Linked DNA regions of Rattus norvegicus: region 2 is linked to region 1. The links are chromatin contacts, called in public Hi-C maps. All regions are on one chromosome and are shown on one strand. The core of a region is the stretch at or near the end of the contact, and the rest is flanking DNA. Distances in the headings are between cores, read along the strand shown. Region 1 overlaps LOC103693508 (a long non-coding RNA gene). Region 2 has its middle 130 kb from the start of Mir3588.

Region 1 (3,937 bases), core at 829-3,328:
AATGGTAGATTCCTAGTCACATATACTATCCATCGGAGATGTAGACCCAGGAGCAGAGACAATGAACTCGGACTTCTGTTTGATTTTAATTCATATTACAGATTCCTGGTTGTAGCTGATTTCAGAATACAAGTAAATATGGCCAAAACACATTCAGCAGGTGTATAATATAGTGTGTCTATACATCCATGATTGTTTAGATCAAAATATAAATTAGGCATCATTTTAATGTCATCTGTCTGCCTTATTACAAACCTCATACATTAAATTAGTATGATTCTCACAACACTAATTTTGCATACCCTTTAGAAGAAATAAGACATTTTTGTCCTGTAGGAAAAGAGTAGGCAGACTATATTATTTCAAAGCCCTACTTCCTTTAATTTGATAAATAATTTATCATAGAATCAGAGTAGTTTTGACTTTTTAAAAAGTTAGAAAATAAATCTCCAATAATATTTGAAAATAATTGATACTCCACGATTGTACATGCGATCCATGTTTCAAATTAAACGCAGACACGAAGTCAAAGTTTTTCGATATAAATACTTTTCCTGTGGTTGCTGCATAAATCCTGATCTAGGGATTAGTTGCTTAGAAGCTGAAAGGTAGTAAGGACCTCAAGCTTGGATCTATGATGTTAGTTACCACACTGTTGGATTTTAACAGTTTCTTTCACACATAAATGTTGATGTAGCCAAACGTGCCTTCCTATTGGCCCTAAGAGAGGTCCTGACAGAGGCTGGCCACTTGGAACTGGCTAACCCATGTCTGAATAGAAACATTGTAACCCATAATCATTCAGTAATAATTATTTTCCTTCCAATGCTTATTGCTTTGATCTTCTCAACTCCTTAGTTCATATGTTTGTGCTTTCTGTGGAGTCAAGCCCTGTATGCTTGTCTAGATGTAAAGAAAGAAATGCCATAGATTAAGGGGAAAAGTTGAATGGGACTTCGCTCTATCATGTCCCAACAGCTACAAGTGGATGTTTGTGTGCAAGGTCTACAGAGTTGGATATCAGTGGTCAGTTGCTGTAAGCACAGTTCATTTATTAAAGTAGTTGAGCCTTTAGATCTGGTAGCCATAGCAAAGTCATGACACTAATTCACCAAGAGTGTTGTGGGTAACTATTTGGGGGAACAAAGGCAGCATCAAGAATGCACAGATGCAAGAGAGTTAAAAAATCAAAATAAAGTTGATCAAGGAGAGAGAGGCAATCAGCTAAGGCATAAGACGGGACAGATTCTGCAGGCTTCTTGCTACCACTGGCAAATAAGTGTGCTACACGAACCTGTGGGTGTCTGTCTTTATTTCAACGTCTCATCCGATTCTGAGCTTGAGTCATTCACGATCTCCAGACTCAGAAATCATACTTCATATTCTCTGTGACGGTTAACAACACGATGGCTCTGTTCCTTCCCGCCTTTCTTTCTCTGGGTATCCATTTCATCTCTTTTTTCTTCGACTTCTCCCATCCTTTCCCTTCCTGCCTTTTTTTTTTTTCCTTTCTCCTGAGAGTATGCACTCAACATCCTGTTTCCTACTGGTGGACACTTCTTTTTCCTTTTCTTTTTCAGTCGGTCTTTGTGCTTGGGGTCTGCTGCCCCCCCTCCAGCCCAACCCATTCCACCCCACCCCAGTTCCCTTTTCCTTTTTCTTTCAAATCAGAAGCCTGTACGAGCTGATTTTTACTTGCATCTCTTTATGGATCGTGGGATGTTTTCTTTGGAAGCTCAGCGAATGGCTGGTTGTTCTTTGCGTTTGTTGTTACCACAGATCTGTTGCCAAACTGCTACCTTAGTTGGTCCTGCAGTGCCGCGTTGCATGCTGGGATTGTCTGTGAGAGTAAACTGACATATTTGCAGCACCAGCCAGCATTGGCTGGAGGATGGTGATATTTGCTTCCCTTTTGTATGCCTTTTTTTTTTTTTTTTTTTTTTTTTGTATGCTGTACAGTCACCAATAGCTAGTTCTGCCCGGCAAGTAATTCAGAAATACTGCTAGTGTAGAAAGGGAAGGTAGCAGTTTACCACACTGTCATCACAGGGAGCTATTGAAGAACAAAGGAACCGGTGCCTTGTATGTTGTGAAACACCAGCACAGCCATGGCCAAATGTTTTAGCTCTTTTAGTAACAGTGTACAGATGCACAGGAATCCACATTTTACTTAGAACTACATGTCTAGTCCTTAATATGCAGAACCAGAACACTTCTACAGCGTACATATTCACGAACAGTCCTTTATTAATATTTTTAAAAGTCGTTAAAATTAAAATGTACTAATATTCAGTTAGTCAATCTCATTCTACCAAGTTGTCAACACAGTTTAAATCACATTGATGAGTCAGATCTTGGCAAGTCTTGTCTTTTAATTCCTACGAAATGAGAGCATAGCTAATAAAAACATGAAGCTATAACTTCGATTAAAATTCCAGGTTTTTTTTTTTTGACTAGAAAGGATTGGTCTTTACACACCCAGCCCTACCGGTGCATGGGTGTCTGATGCTGGGTGGGGTCTTCACATAAAAACAGATAGACTCTCTTCTCTCTTTTGCCCTTCCTTCAGTCAAAGAGGGAAAGAAAATGAAACCGAGAAACCGCAGAATAAAGTCTGAGACTGTTAAGAAACTGCTGGTATTTTTTTTTTCCTGTGTCACGTGTGTGTGAGCCTGCCTGGCTGCTTCCTTAGGTGGGGACCCGGCCGAGAGACTGTGCCTGAGTCTGTTTCCACGCTGCTCTTGCAGATCTGTCTTATTGATTAGCAAGGAAAAGGGTGGGGATTAGCGGCAGGGGAGGGGAGCACTAACTGGCGACTGGCTCGTTGAAGCACAAGACATTTTCTTCCGGGAAGATGTCAAACAGCTGAGAAACAGCCACAGAGGAAGTACAAAGGTGGAAAAATAAGAACGAAACGAAGGCATTTCCTAGGAGAATCTCGAGGCTTTTTTTTTTCCTTTGCTCTCTCCCTCTCTCTCTTTCTCCCCATTTCCTTCCATCATCTGACCTGCAGAGGCTACAGTGACAGCGTCATGCAAATGCCGCAGTCCAGCAGGTCTGGGAGAGGGTGGATGCCAGACTGTGCGTTAATGTTAATGATGAGCGCAGTGAAAATACCAGCCGCCGCCACCCCTTGCACACAGAAGCGCTCTGAGTCAGCATCAGATGCTAGCCCGACTCTCCGCGTGTCTGTATGCCTGTGCGCGCGCGCGTGCTCGCTCGGGCATCCGTGTCTAGCCGAGGGGAGGGGGTGGCGTGTGAGTGCGTGGAGGGTAAAAGCCAGTCAGTCAGTGAGAAGCAAAGGTACGTTGGAGAGCAACTAAAATCTGACTGATTTCCATCTTTGGAGCATCAGATGTATTCCCTAAGGAAGATGGGTCTCCGTGATGGGGGTGGTATAATTATGTTAATGTCATATTTATGGAGGGGTGAGATTTTTCATTCTAATAATTGGTTGAATGCTATGGTCAAAAATTGTAAAGCCATATTCAGTTCTAAGGAAAAGCATGGACTTTTATATAAGTACTGTTTTATTTTATCTCTTTTTCTTTTTTCTTTTTGCTTTTTGTGAATGCTGGTTTTTGGTTGTTTCTTTTGGATTTTTTTTTTAAACTATTTATTTGGGTCCATAAGTGATTCAGTATGGGGAAATCAAATGATAAACAGAAAGAGATCTTATATAATGATGCATTACATCACGGAACAGAATGTTTAAGTCTTACAAGGCAAAGTAAAGATCTGGGCAGGGGCGAAGGGGGGTGGGTGGTTAGAAAGGGGTGTGGTACTAGGGTGGGGGAGGGGAACACTTAGCAAATATTTTGTTCAGCCTAGCTTTCCTTGCAGCTTTGCCTGGGAGTGGATGATTCACCTGCCTAGAGGAAAACACTCTAAATCGTTCCATTCTCTCTCTCTCTCTCTCTCTCTCTCTCTCTCTCTC
Region 2 (3,937 bases), core at 850-3,349, 130 kb after region 1:
TCAAATATTTTCTTTTCATACACAAAATACGGTCATCGTATTCTTTTCCTTCTTGCAAATCTTCCCAGATCCTCTCTACCTTTCTACCCACCCATTCTATGTCTGATGTGTCTCTCAAAAACAAAGAATAAATAAACAAAACCCAATAAAACAAAAGATACCCAAACAAACACGTAACTGTGACCACTTGCACACACGTGTGCACACACACACACACAGACACAGACACACACACACACACACACACACACACACACACACAAATAAATATCATGGTGTCTTTTTGTATGTTGGCCAACCACTCCTGTACATGGGATCTGTCTTGTAGTCTGGTTGATATACCCCAGTGACATTCCATTGGAAGAAAATGATCTTTCTTTCTGAGCAGGTATCATTTGCAAATAACTTTCCTGTCAGGGATGGTGATTAATGCTCGCTTACTCTTCTCAGTGTTGGAGTTGTCTAGATTGAATTTGTGCAGGTATTTTATATGTTGTCCTAGACACTATAAGTACACACACGCGTGCACACACACACACACACACACACACACACACACACGTGTGGAGGGGGAGCTTTTTGTGGATGATATTGTTTTCTTGTCATCCATTGCTTCTGGTTTCCAAAGGCTTCTCAACTTATCTTCTGTGTAGATCCCTGAGCCTAAAGGAAGGAGTGCTCCAAGGTCTGTTACACGTTCTGCACATGGTCATGTTGTGGGTTTCTATGTGAATCATCATCTCTGCCAGGAAAACATTCTCTGATGAGATTAAGTGGTGTAGAGATAAATGCTGTAGCAATATGACATTCGGAGTCATTTTATTGTTATGCTCCCTTCCTATAATAATCATAATATAATAATGAATGAGGCATCGCTCATTCATATTGTCCTAAGTAAGGAAGAACATTGCATCACAGAAGTTGGTGGGAGATGAGGTGGTTTCATAAGTCTTTTTGTTCTAATATCAGTTCCCCCAGCCACTTCCAGTCTAGTCCTTCATGTAGGGAAGGTGGGATAATGTCTAATGCTCACTTCGACATCCTGACTTCTGCCTTGATATCTCTCTTGTTATACTTTGGTTGTCATTGAAAATTATGCTAGCCAGGAATCCTATTCTTCACCTCCAAGTTTGACTGCATCATTTGCTAGGCCAAGTACAAGATGATGTTCAATGATGGTCTTCTCCTACGATTTATCAGGAACTGCAAGACATTGCCACCAAAGCATGAAAATGATCCCATTCTATGTGTCGTCCTCAGTGATGACAGCTACATGTCCACAGAGCCTGTTCTAGAAAACAGAAGAATATCATTGTTCACTCTTTCTTTTTTCCTCGTCTGTCATACTACCTCTATCAGATGTCCCCGTGTGGTAAGTGGCACACTGAGATTCTTAACCAATCTTTACTAAAAATCTTTACCCACTGTGACACTTTAGTTCATTGCTCAGAATTTATCTCCCATTGCAGCATAATCCAAAAGAAACAAAAGCATCCTTCTTCAAAGTTAACTGGCTTCCTTACCCCCCCAAAAAATAAAAATCTCCTAAATGGATATGAAAAGATATGAAAAAATTGGATGACAGAAAAAATGCTAGATCAAATTTAGAAACAAGAAAATATTCATAAACAGTAATTAAAAAGAAATATTTTACTTCTAATATTTATTTCAGAAATGTTCTGTCCATGATTTTAGACAATTTCACTTAATTAAACAAAGCAAAATATACCAATACCATGTAAAATACCACCACCTGTACCAGTGGCTGCTTTGGTTTTGCTTTGAGAAAACAATAACAGAGCAATGAGACAAAGGAAAAAAAATAAACAAGAAAGCTCCTTACTCGGGTATGTAGAGAGAGCGATCCATCAAATCTCTAATGCGTGCTATTATTTCCATTACGGTACTGTGTAGTGAGAGAAAAATAAGACATTTCTCAGAAGGGGGAGGTTTGCCTTTCTAATTCAATAGCACAGAAGCTAGCAACCCCGAGGTAAGATTCAGCAGGAGCTCCTCGTCAGTCCCGAGATGCAGACACTGCACACATCATCCATCTCACCGACACACACGGGGCCTCATTGTGGGGCTGCCAGACACAGTAGGCTGGAGGAGAATGTCACAGAATACAGAAAAGGAGGCAATGCGCTGGGATCATTACGGCTTCCATCTAGGAACAGTGCCACAACACGGTTCTGAGATAATTATTCAGAAATGAAGAGGAATCTTGCCCGTGGCCATCGCGATCAACACAGGTGCTTAAAGAGTTAAGGGAACCGGAAACTGTGTGCCAACCCTGGGAACGGTTTTGGTATAGTTTGGTATAGGTGCTGAATCATTTTTTTCAGGTTTATATTCCACCACCTTCTATTCCTCTAATTCTACACACACACACACACACACACACACACACACACAGAGAGAGAGAGGGGGGGGAGGGGAGAGGGAGCAAATAAACGACAGCAGCTGAAAAACAGCAACAAAACTCATGAAAGCCTGCTTAATAGACACGACATTATTGGGAAAGGTAGTGAAAATGCAACGCATAGGTAGAGGGAGATCGAGTATAACACATGGAGCAATTCCGTCCCAGGTACATGCCTCAGGCTTCCGCTCTGAAAGAGTAATAACAGAGTAAAACACAAGCAATCTGGAACAGGCTGTCCCTGTGTGGGCAAATGGATTTACACAGGTAAACACAGCCAAATGCAAGGAACAATGTAAGGACGTTTGAGACTTTGTGTCGTGGAAAAGATTTTAGGCTAGCTTCGAATATGGAGCACTTGCAGTTAACCCCTGTGTGGCCACTCAGAAGAATTACATGGTTTACTGTTAAACCCCGGGGACCTCGAAATCTATATAATGTCCTTGCTTCCTTTAAAAGGAGCCCATACTCTGCATACAAAGATCCTTGCCTCCCTCACACACTTCCTGCCTTTCATTTAAAGCAGAACTTCCTTGAAGGAAGAAGACAATTAGTGCAAAATCCATCAGAAGGCGCCTCAACCTGTCCTGCCGTCTCCAGCCAGGAACTCTCTGGAAGGAGGCCATTTAACACTCATTATTTGCTTAGGCCATGGCCTATTTTTCCAGGCTGTTGTATAAGTCAAATCCATTACTTCGTTTCTCATAGCCTCTCCACAAAACACAAAAGCAGACGGATCTTCCAAACTCAGACAGAGTATTGCGCACAGCCAAGTGGGCTGAAAGCACAGGCTGCCAAGTTGGCCGGCACAGCTCCACGAGTTACTCTCTTTCCAGAGCTTCAGCGACAACAAAGGCTGACCGCATCAAAACGGATGCAAGGGGCCTTATATGTTTCTGCGTAGATAGAATCCTGACTCGCTGAGGCAGACAAGAGATGTGTTAGTGTGGTCTGGACACCAACATTTGCACATAAATAAATCTGAGCGAGAACAACTTCATGTTGAGGAGACACGAGGTGGGATGGCTTAAATCCTCATGACGCTCAAGTCTTTCATGCTCACAGGAGGATCTTGGGTCACACTCTGCAGACTGTTCTTCATAGGCAGTGATTATTACACCGACGTGAAATAGCTTCTTTTCTGAGTGTTTACAAAGGTCCTGGCGTTGTGATAAGTCTTGTACGTGGATCATCTACCTCTCGCTGTAACTTTGGAGTTACTCTGAAGCTAGAGGGGAGAATACTGAAGTCCAGTGTTTAGACACGTGTACCAACTAATGGTGACAGAGTCGGCCCATCCTCCCAGAAGAGAGCTGTTTAAATGGCTCCTGCTATAACTCTGCTGCCTCTTGATTTTGTTGTCTTTAGGATGATCGACTGCACACATCCCAGACTCATTTCTTTCCTCTACACTTACCATGCATGGAACGATGAACTTCCATGACATATGATGAGGACATAGTTTTCGCCCTCAAGCAATTTTTAGAATGTTATTTGTTAACATTAGTGGAAGGT

Evidence for each region. Hi-C and Micro-C count contacts between places; a contact is called where the count stands out from the background.
Region 2: a contact with region 1 is called in a Hi-C map of frontal cortex, with 2.5 times the contacts expected there. The contact joins two enhancer-like sites. A contact is called at or near these places in 2 of 12 Hi-C or Micro-C datasets (frontal cortex and mammary epithelial cells) and 1 of 1 datasets of contacts at active chromatin or transcription factors (oligodendrocytes).

The regions. Positions count from the first base shown.
Region 1 is chr11:29,727,688-29,731,624 of GRCr8, forward strand. It overlaps LOC103693508 (a long non-coding RNA gene), which reads left to right. Exons shown (of 9, transcript XR_010056223.1): 8 at 1-3,937. Among named protein-coding and RNA genes, the nearest start is that of Mir125b2, 2.9 kb to the right of the region's middle. Within about 2 kb of position 2,079, at least 37 of the 93 cell types and tissues checked have an H3K27ac peak or open chromatin away from gene starts, as enhancers often do.
Region 2 is chr11:29,862,657-29,866,593 of GRCr8, forward strand. No RefSeq gene overlaps it. Among named protein-coding and RNA genes, the nearest start is that of Mir3588, 130 kb to the left of the region's middle. Within about 2 kb of position 2,100, at least 51 of the 93 cell types and tissues checked have an H3K27ac peak or open chromatin away from gene starts, as enhancers often do.